Linked DNA regions of Sus scrofa: region 2 is linked to region 1. The links are chromatin contacts, called in public HiChIP or PLAC-seq maps. All regions are on one chromosome and are shown on one strand. Each heading gives the region's core, a stretch centred on a gene start, on an enhancer-like site or on the middle of the called end of the contact. The rest is flanking DNA. Distances are from core to core; before and after follow the strand shown.

The links. HiChIP or PLAC-seq counts read pairs in DNA pulled down with a chosen protein or histone mark.
Region 2: an H3K27ac HiChIP or PLAC-seq map of alveolar macrophages shows a contact between it and region 1. The contact joins two enhancer-like sites. A contact is called at or near these places in 2 of 2 datasets of contacts at active chromatin or transcription factors (alveolar macrophages and skeletal muscle).

The regions. Positions count from the first base shown.
Region 1 is chr7:92,057,129-92,061,796 of Sscrofa11.1, forward strand. All of the region lies in intron 9 of RAD51B (DNA repair protein RAD51 homolog 2), which reads left to right. Among named protein-coding and RNA genes, the nearest start is that of ZFP36L1, 440 kb to the right of the region's middle. Within about 2 kb of position 2,748, at least 5 of the 83 cell types and tissues checked have an H3K27ac peak or open chromatin away from gene starts, as enhancers often do. A contact at or near this core is called in alveolar macrophages, where this site is marked.
Region 2 is chr7:92,263,098-92,267,765 of Sscrofa11.1, forward strand. All of the region lies in intron 11 of RAD51B (DNA repair protein RAD51 homolog 2), which reads left to right. Among named protein-coding and RNA genes, the nearest start is that of ZFP36L1, 230 kb to the right of the region's middle. Within about 2 kb of position 2,309, at least 12 of the 83 cell types and tissues checked have an H3K27ac peak or open chromatin away from gene starts, as enhancers often do. A contact at or near this core is called in alveolar macrophages, where this site is marked.

The DNA.
Region 1 (4,668 bases), core at 1,498-3,997:
TTTTTTTTTTTCTCACAGCATTTTGTAGAGTTGGAAAATAGCCTCTGGGATCATCTAATAAAATCCTTTTATTTCAACGAGGAAATTGAGACCTTGAGAGTCTTGTTCAAATTCATCAGCTAATTAAACATAGAGTAGGGACCCAAATCTGTGACTCCTGGTGTTCCAATAACAAAAGTTTGAAATATGGGAAGTAACGAAGATCCTTTCTACAAAGCCTTCCCTCTGGACAAGCAGGTGCCCACTGCTGGTTTAGTGTTATGGAAATGGCCATTAGGCCAGCAATGCTTGGAAAGACTGGAAGGCAATGAGGGAAACCTCTGGGTGGTCAGCACAGTCTATGAAGCAGTGAAGCAGAGAGGTGAGGGGGATTATTAGAAGTTACAGGTGCCTGAGTATATCCTGGCTCTGTCTCTTCTGGATACTTCACCTTGGCTATTATGTAACCTTTCTGTGGACTGTAAATGTGAGCAGAGTAGAAGAACCTATTTCAGGGGCTATAAGGAGGGTTGAAAGAGTTAATAATGTCATAGGTGAGAATGGTGTCTGATATGTGTGTTCAACAAACGTTAGCTGTTATTACCACATCATTTGTAGAACAAACTCTTCAGGAAACTGGATATTCAATTAGGACTCTGCCATCTTTGCCCTTAAACCACACAACTATCTCTCAAAGCTGTCATTAGGATCTTCCTTTGTATTTGACTTGGAGAAGTCTCAGTTTTGTAGTTAAGAAAGCAGAATTCAAAAAGGTAAGATCATTTATTTGTCCAGAATGATGTCATAAAGGAATGGTAGTGATTCTATTTTCTATTTTACTCAACACTTATTCTTCCCTTTTGGTACACATGGGGCTATAGGCAGGGGACCCTGAGCAATGAAGTGACCATAGCAGGGGACTCATTCCTTATGGGGTCTTAATGTCCCATACCCAGGTTGTCATGGTGCTCTCCAGTCAGTCACCAGCAGCTTCTTGAGGTTTCTCCAGAAGGAAATGCCTCCCAAATTCCTACAGTCATTTTGACAGAAGTGCCTTGAACGTCAACATGAGATGACGACAGAGTTCTACTCACTGCCAAATCTGTATCTGTTAGACAGAGGAAGTTTCGAAGTCCTAAATCAGACTTTCTTTGCATCTGTTTATTGAAACTCCTGTTGTTGTATATTAATCCTGATGTGCTTTCAGACATCAGTCCATTCACTGGTGGAGAATTCATTCCCAGGGTCTGCAGCAGAGCCAACTATACCTGTTACCAGTGCCTCTTAACCAAATGATGTATTTCTTAAAAGATACATTTTTAAAAATTATTTTTTATTGTTATTTCCCCCAACACACTTCCCCCCCCCCCGCCACTGCACAGCATGGGGACCCAGTTATTTCTTAATTTTTTAAAATTTTTTTTGTCTTTTTAGGGCCGCACCCTTGGCATATGGAGGTTCCCAGCTCGGGGCCCGGCCTACGCCACAGCCACAGCAACTCAGGATCCAAGCCGAGTCTGAGACCTACACCACAGCTCATGGCAACACCAGATCCTTAACCCACTGAGCAAGGCTAGGGATTGAACCCTCATCCTCATGGGTATTAGTCGGGTTTGAGCCACGATGGGAACTCCAAAAGATGTGTTTGTATATATAATATTATAAAAGATTTAATAGTGGTTGAAAAAAAGTTTTACACATCTTACGGTAATCTTTCTCATCTATCTCAAAAAAGACCTTCTACTCTCTAAACTTGAGCTCAATTCCTTTGTCAAAGTTATGAGAGTGATTTCATTTGTAGTTTTACTTACTAATTTATTCCACAATTTGGGTGTTAATCTTACTGTCAGATGCACACAATCACTTTTGGACTCAATTTCTTCCAATGCAGGGGAGAATTTCGATACCAAATTCCCAGTTAATTGCCTCTTTTGCACACACCCACATCTTATTTTCATTTGTGCCTTGCCTAGCCCATCACAACCTATAATTGTCTAGCTAAATAATGCGTTTTTTTGTTGTTGTTGTTTTTTAAGATTCAATGCTTCTAGATACCAAAATGATTTAGATTTAAAGCTACAGAGGATAGTTTCTTGTTATGTGAAGTTACCCGAGATACTCTGAACCCCTTTCATGAGAGAGGGCTGAAGCTGACCGCAGGTTGTTCAGTGTGGAAGCACATGCCACGATGAGTCACTTTCAGCACGCAGCTTTGCAGAAGTGGTGTCCATGCTTCCATCCTATGGTTATTATTCCTTCCCTTTTTGCCATTGTTCTCTTGATCTGGAACGTCCATTTTCTTTTGATGCCCAGCTTTCTGCTACGTACTGGTTGCCACTCCATGAACCGTAGTTCTCAGGTTTAGTTTTTAAAGATTTCACCCGCCTGGGTTCTATCCCAGAACTGCTGGGAACAGAGCAGGGGTATTTGGGTTTTCAAAAACTCTTTAGGACATTCTGATGCTCAACCGGAATTGAGAACCATGGCCTTATTGGCAAATAAGGTTAGAAATCTTTGTTTAAAAATAATTGAAAGCCACCCAAACTGTCGTAACAAAAAAGAGAGAAATTCACCACAAGAAAGCAGGAGAACCTTACGGAGCCCAAGGGCATGAGATCTGTCTGGGCTTCTAAAGAGAGCCGAGCCTGGAACTAGAGCACTGACAAGGAGCCAGCCTGCAAGTCCCTGCTCCCCAGGTGCCTCCCTGTTTGCCTAGCCCCCTTCTGAAACTTGTGGACACAGACCTCTGCTTCTCTTTCTAGATATACTTCCTCCTTTGTCTCTTTCTCAGCTGGCCTCTTGCACTGCTAAGTAAGCCCACGTCCACACATGGTAGCCTCCTCAGTACTTAAGTTTACCTGTCCTCAGTTCAGCTGACCAGTTCCGCTGGCCGGCATCTCTCAATATAAATTCCTGGGAGAGCGGATGGGCTTAGCACGGGTGATGTCTGCCCTTTGCCAGTCTGATCACATGGTTCAAACATGGCTGCCAAGGGTCCAGCCCTGTGTGACTTCAGACTGAAGGCTGCTCAGATATCTCAAAGTGTTTCTCTGCACTTGCCTTATTTTCACTCTCCATCCTCCCCCAGGGTCAGTAGCAGATAAGCTTTATTTTTGATTTCAGCTTGATTGTCAATCTTTTCACATGTAAGGAAGCTGAGATGCAGCGACTTCCACAGGTCGGGGTGATTTAACATTGCAGATGCCACTAAGGCAAACACAGAGTATAATGTCCTCTGTTCCTGGTTCTCCCTCTTATAAATATGCATCAGTTTAAATGTTGAGAAAATTAGACCCTTGGGAAATCCGCTTCTCCCACGTAGTAATAGTTGAAAAGTAGTAGAGTAAGATAGCAATTGAATGGCATAGTCATTTTGTATAATATATATAATTTTAATCATCAAAATAAAGAATGTTTCAAGGCCTTGGGGTAGTTTATCATAGACAATGCTGAGATATGACCTTATAATAATCTTTTACAGAAAAGACTCCAGCTTTTTCTTTGTCTACATAAGAGTTAAAAAAAAAAAAAAAAAAGGAAATGCTTTTAGGAAGAATAGAACATAGTGCCTGGCAAAGGAATAGTATTCAGTAGTGTTTTACCAATAGTATTTACTTAGAAATATTTATTAGAAAAAGCTTCCAGGTAGTGTTGAAACATTGGAGTGAGTTACCAAGGAGAGTACATAAGCCTTCATTCTTTCCCCTTTTTATCATCTTACCACCATCTTATCTATATGGGATAGCCAGAGATGCCCATGATATCTGGCTGTCTAAGAAAACAGAATTTGGATGGGGAAATAAATGGAAGTGGGGGATAACTCTCCTACCTTTGGTGTTTAGGATCTCCACCTGCTCTCACTCACCCCACTTCATTTTTATAGAGTAAGAATAAAGAAGGAGGGCTCACCGGCTTTGTTTTATTGCTGAGTAAACAGAGGGGCAGCCATTCCTGCAATGAAAAAATTCTAATTTTGCTAATATTTCCACCTTCAGGGAAGGTGCAGAGTGACAGTTCCCACATATCATTGTCACTTAATCTTGTGGATATCACTGAGATGAACTCAGCAGATAGAATGTTAAGATAGACCACAATATGAATGACTGAATTAGAACTGAAAATGAATTTGGTCTCTTTAAAGGCTAACAAGAACCAAGGTGACTGTATTTCAGGAAATTGTAATGTGAAAAAAAATTCACAGTGGATCAAATAAATCATAGAAACTTGTATTAGTGAAGGTTGAGCTGTAAGTATGATATAATAGGAAAAATAAAAACTGAAAGTGATAGTTGATAATTGTTACTTATCAGAGTAGCCTCATCATTAGATGACATTGCGTCATTTCTAGACGAACTGGCAATTCCTGGAACATATCTCACTGCATGAAAGTAGTTAGGGTCTTTCTGTAAAGCTTTGCAGAAGTCTCAGCTTTAACGTCTTTGGCCGAAGCTACAATAAAAATAATCTGCAAGAGTGTTTCCGAGTAATTTGTAAGCTTATGATAAATACTGTGTTATCTGGGGCTCTTGGTTGTAAAAAGCAGATCCAGTGGAATCTATTGGTAACGTAATTGGGAAATCTAAGGGGGTGGATCTAATGATGTTATTGTTTCTACTGATATTTTGATCTCTCTGTTCTGCCTTTCTTCTGGAGGTTTTATGCTCAGCAGGTTTTGCCACATGATGATAA
Region 2 (4,668 bases), core at 1,059-3,558, 210 kb after region 1:
TTCATGTCAATATTATTTTTTTATCTTTCTGTAAAGTGGTGTTTTTGGAGAATGCTCAGAGGAAGCAAGGGCTCCCCTGCATGTCTCACTCCATCCTGTTACTCTGGTGGGGACTGGTCGAGTATCTGGACCTCTTCCCTCCAGGGGTTTCACCTCTCCTGTCCTTTCCTGGTGCCACTGTGACCACAAGTCACTCTTGCTGAGGGCGCTGTATCTGGGATGGAACATTTAAGGACTACTTTTCTAGATAAAGGTAAGCTTGCTCCCTCTTCATGGCGCCAAGCCTTCACAGTTCCCCGGGTTTTGTCTCCTCCTCTCCTGGCTTCTCCAGCTTAAGCAGTTCAAGGACCCACCCTTCTTGACAGCTGATGAGAAGCTAATTTTACACAGCTCCTTTTGAGAAGTGGAGTTCAGGGTGGACAGGGAGTTTTTTTCTGTTTTCTTTGCTGCTTTGTCCTCAGAGTCTGTAACCATTTGTTGAATGACTGACTAGTGGTTCCCAAGATGCAATTTACAAAGAAAACCACATCTTGGACCCTCTATCCTGCTCCCACACATGCACAATCTCCTCCATTATCAGCATCCCCCACCAGAGTAGACACATTTGTTGTAATGGATGAACCTACATGGACACATCATAATTATCCAAAGTCCATGGTTTACATTAGGGTTCACTCTTGGTCGTGTGCAGTTTATGAATTTTTGACAAATGTATAATGATGACATGTATACCCTATTATATATATAATATATATATTATATATGTATATGAATATGTACATAATATACATTATATATATGAATATGTATATAATAGTATCATTCAAAACTGTTTTACTGCCCTTAGAATCCTCTCTGTGCTCTGCATACCTTCCTTTCATAATCCTATTTTCATTATCATGGATAATGCAGATAAGGTCTACTTTCTCCCCAAAGTCCTTCCCAATGGCTGTGGTCCCCACAGATCCTCCTTCACCAGGACCCCTGCTGCCACCCCAGGCTGGGTCGCCCTTGACCATGCCCTTATGGCATCCTTCCAGATTAGCTCTGTCTCTGTAACTAGAATGTAAGCTCCTAGTACCTGGATTTCCCCATTGTACGTGGCCTGTGGGAGGAGTTCCATTAGCAGGGCCACCATATTCCATAGCTCTGGGGCCGCCATTCACATGATATTCCATGTGAATGGGGTCTCTCGAGTTATGTAGTACTACCCCTGTTCACAAGTCCTTGGGGAGTGAATAAAAACCAATGTTAGGACCTGAAAAAGAAACAAGTATCCTCATCATGATTCCATTAAGTTCTTCAGGTAATAAGTAGCTAAGCATCAGTACCAAAAGCAATAATGATTGGTTGGGGGTGATCCTAAACTCAAGGGAATTTTAGTCCTGTGATAGAAAGTAAGTAAACAGAGTACCGTCATACCACGTGAACTGTGCTAAGATACGAGCATACCTAAAGAATATAGCACTACATATACAGCTTGAAGAATCAGCAGGAATCTGTCAGATGGGTGGCGGGGGGAGGGGGCACTCCTGCAGGAAGATGGGAAATGAAAGTAAATGGCACATTTAGAGACTCGCAAGTGGTACAGGTTATTTCCTGATGATAAAATCGGAAGTGCAGTGGTTACATGATTGCCTGTGTTCCCCAAGTAATCCTGCCCCAGATCATTGCCACAATGAGCCTGTGTCCTCACTCTCAGTACCTACCTGCCTGTGGAATCAGAGATGAAAGAATAGAGCCCTATCCTGCTTAGCCCTGTCCCGCCCAGCTGCGGGCTGGGTGGGCTAAGCCCCAGAACCCCAGTGTGTTTTCTTCATTGACACTGTCCTGGGTTGCTCTGGGCACCGTGGGGTTTACCATCCAAGCTGTGGAGTTGGCTCCTCCAGAGCCCTCACTGGACAGCCTCTGGAATGGGCTGCACTTCTCTACAGGCTTTCATGGGAAGCTTGTACTATTTTGGCTTACTTCATGAATTTCTACTTTCTCTTCCTCCTTTTCTTCTTGCGCTGCCTCCTCTTCCTCTTCTTTCCCAACTTCTGAGGTTTTGGGTGGGGGGGCGGTTTGGAGATTAAAAGTCTGGTTAATCAGCCAAAAGCTGGTATGGGCAAACATAGGGCAGTTTCTGCCCCTTGCATGGCTTCCTTGGCCCAACCCCATGCTAGGCGGTCAGTCATTGGCCGCCATGTTGGAGCCTGGACAGGACTGGGCTTCCACAGTGGCTGGTCCAGGCCCAGAGTATGAGAAGGCTGTTGGGGTCTGGCTGGATGATTCTGGGCCCTGCTAATTTCCCCTTTCTCTCTGTTTCCACCGAGTGTCATCAGCAGGAGTTTAAGGCTTCTAGAGCTTGTCTTTGTTTCACCTGGGAAAGTCCCTATAGGGAGAGCTAAGATCTCCCGGGAGGAATGGCTGGAGGCTTGACCTCCGTCACCTGAATTGTTTGGATGAAGAAGCCCCCAGAGGGGTGTGGAGGGTGATCAATTGGCAACTTAAGGAGTAAAGACCTCTCTCTCCGTCTCCTCCCTCTGCTTATTGTGCTCAGAAGGGCAGCGGGGTCAGCGGCCGCAAACTGAAGGGCCAGCTCGCCGTGCCTTGAAAGGGGCTCGTTTTGTGTTTCAGTAATGAGCGTTCTCTTTCTCCCCTTGGATGCACTCAGATTTCACGAGTTACAGGGAACCTGTCAACTGCTGTTTTCATTGTATGGGACTCACAGGGAACTTGGATATAGGGCAAGCTTGTTTCAAAGAAAGCAGGGGAAAGAGAGCCCTGAATAGATGCAATGTGCTGTCCTATGCAGATCACAGCCCCAGTTGCTATGGGACACCTCTGCCCACCCAAAGGGCAAGATGCTGAAGTCCTGGATTGACGCCGCTGCCTCCTTGGAGATGGGAATGCCACCGCTGAAAGGGCACAGCCAGCAGCCCGCGCTGCTGTCCCAGGTTTGCCAGCAGCTTGAATCCCGGCAGCCTCTGCCCCCCACTGGCTGCTGGGTCAGGAGCCTCTCACCCAGGAGCTGAGGGAACAGGCCAAGTAATCCTGGAAAATCAAAGAGAAGCTAGTAGAAAAGCAGTTCTCTTTAAGGGCCATCAGGTCTCTGCTCACAAAAGGGCCAGAACTGGGGCCTGATGTTAAAGACAGGGTTTTACCTTCTTTGTAGGCCGTGCCTTCTGAGAACACTTGGCAATAACCCTCCTTTCCTGATGGGTTCATTTGGGGGCTGACATTGTTCTCTTTCCCCTGTTTACTGAAAGTGACCCAGAGTAACAGGACAGGTCGTGCCCATGAGAGGGAAGAGTGAGCCTGCCCCAGTGGCCCCTGGCTCCCCGCACCCGGGTCCCTCTGCTGCGCAGTGCCTCGTCCTGCCTGCACCTGTGGGGACAGGGGTAGCCAGGGAGCTGTCCCACCTGGAGCAGAGCCTGGGGCAAGGCCTATGGGGGAGCCCAACACTAGGGGAAGGTCCAGAATTAAAACTCTCTCTAAAGGGGTCTTCATCTGGAGGTCCTTGGAGTGAAGGCATCTTGGGAGATCACGGTAGGACTGAAAGAACCCAAGGGAGGGTACCAGAAGAGACGTTCCTAACAACTCTTTACTGAGCACCCTACTCTATTGAAAAGGACAAAAGCATGGCCCTGTCATCAGGGTGTCTGAGTCTGGGGGCAGTGCCTAAGCCAGGAGGTGGGGCCGGTGCCCTTGGCAACCTCTGGTGACCTTCTGGCCCTCTTGTTTTTACCCCTATGCCCACTTTGACCACAGCTAGGCTTCTTTCTATGAGGGGTGCCAAGACAAATACTTAAGTCCAGAACCCTGCCCTCAAAGAGACTTGGTACTTAGTGAGAGGCTAACTGTGGCATCTATGGAACTGTCGTGTAAGGGCTTTTGCAAGCCTGAAAGCTCTGTGCAAATGTAAGTCATGATGGCCCTTCCAGAAGGAACCTTGAACATTGGCAGAGGTGAGAGGCTGGGATGGTGTAAGGGTGGCAAGATTCCCTGACTGGTGGGAGGGGCACAGGACAGGGGACCTCATGAACTGAGGCTAGAGCAGCAGGCTGAAGGCCACACATGTTGTAGCCTTGGGCTTGACCATGTAGAATAGAGAGAGAGTTTAGATCGCTAGTCTATTTCTTTTCTATTGCTGCTGTAAGACACCGCCACAAACCTAGGGGCTTCAATTACAAATTCATTACCCTACAGTGCTGGAACTCAGAAATCTGACCTGGGTCTCCATGGTTAATCTAATGTTATGGTCAGATGTTCCTCTCTGGAGTCTCCATGGCCAGCTCCATTGCCTAGTCTTTTCCTGCTTCTAGTGGCTGCCCACATTCCTTGGCCTGTGGCCCCTTCCTCCATCTGCAAACCAGCCGTGGAAGGTTGAGTCCTTCTCATGTCTGGTCGAACTGCTCTTCTGCCTCCCACTTCTATTTTTAAGAACTCTCCTGAGTACATTGTGCTCACCTGGAGAACCCAGGACAATATACCTGTTTTAAATTGGTAACCTTAATTCACCCTTTGCCTCAGAAGGTAGCATGTTCATTGGTTCCAAGAATTTGGACATGGACATCCTTGAGGGACCTCTGTTCTGCCATTGGTTAGTTGGCTGCTTGTTCGTTGGTCAGTTATTGGTTGTCCAGTTGGTTAGTTGCTGGTTGGCTGTTTTTGGAGACTCTCCCG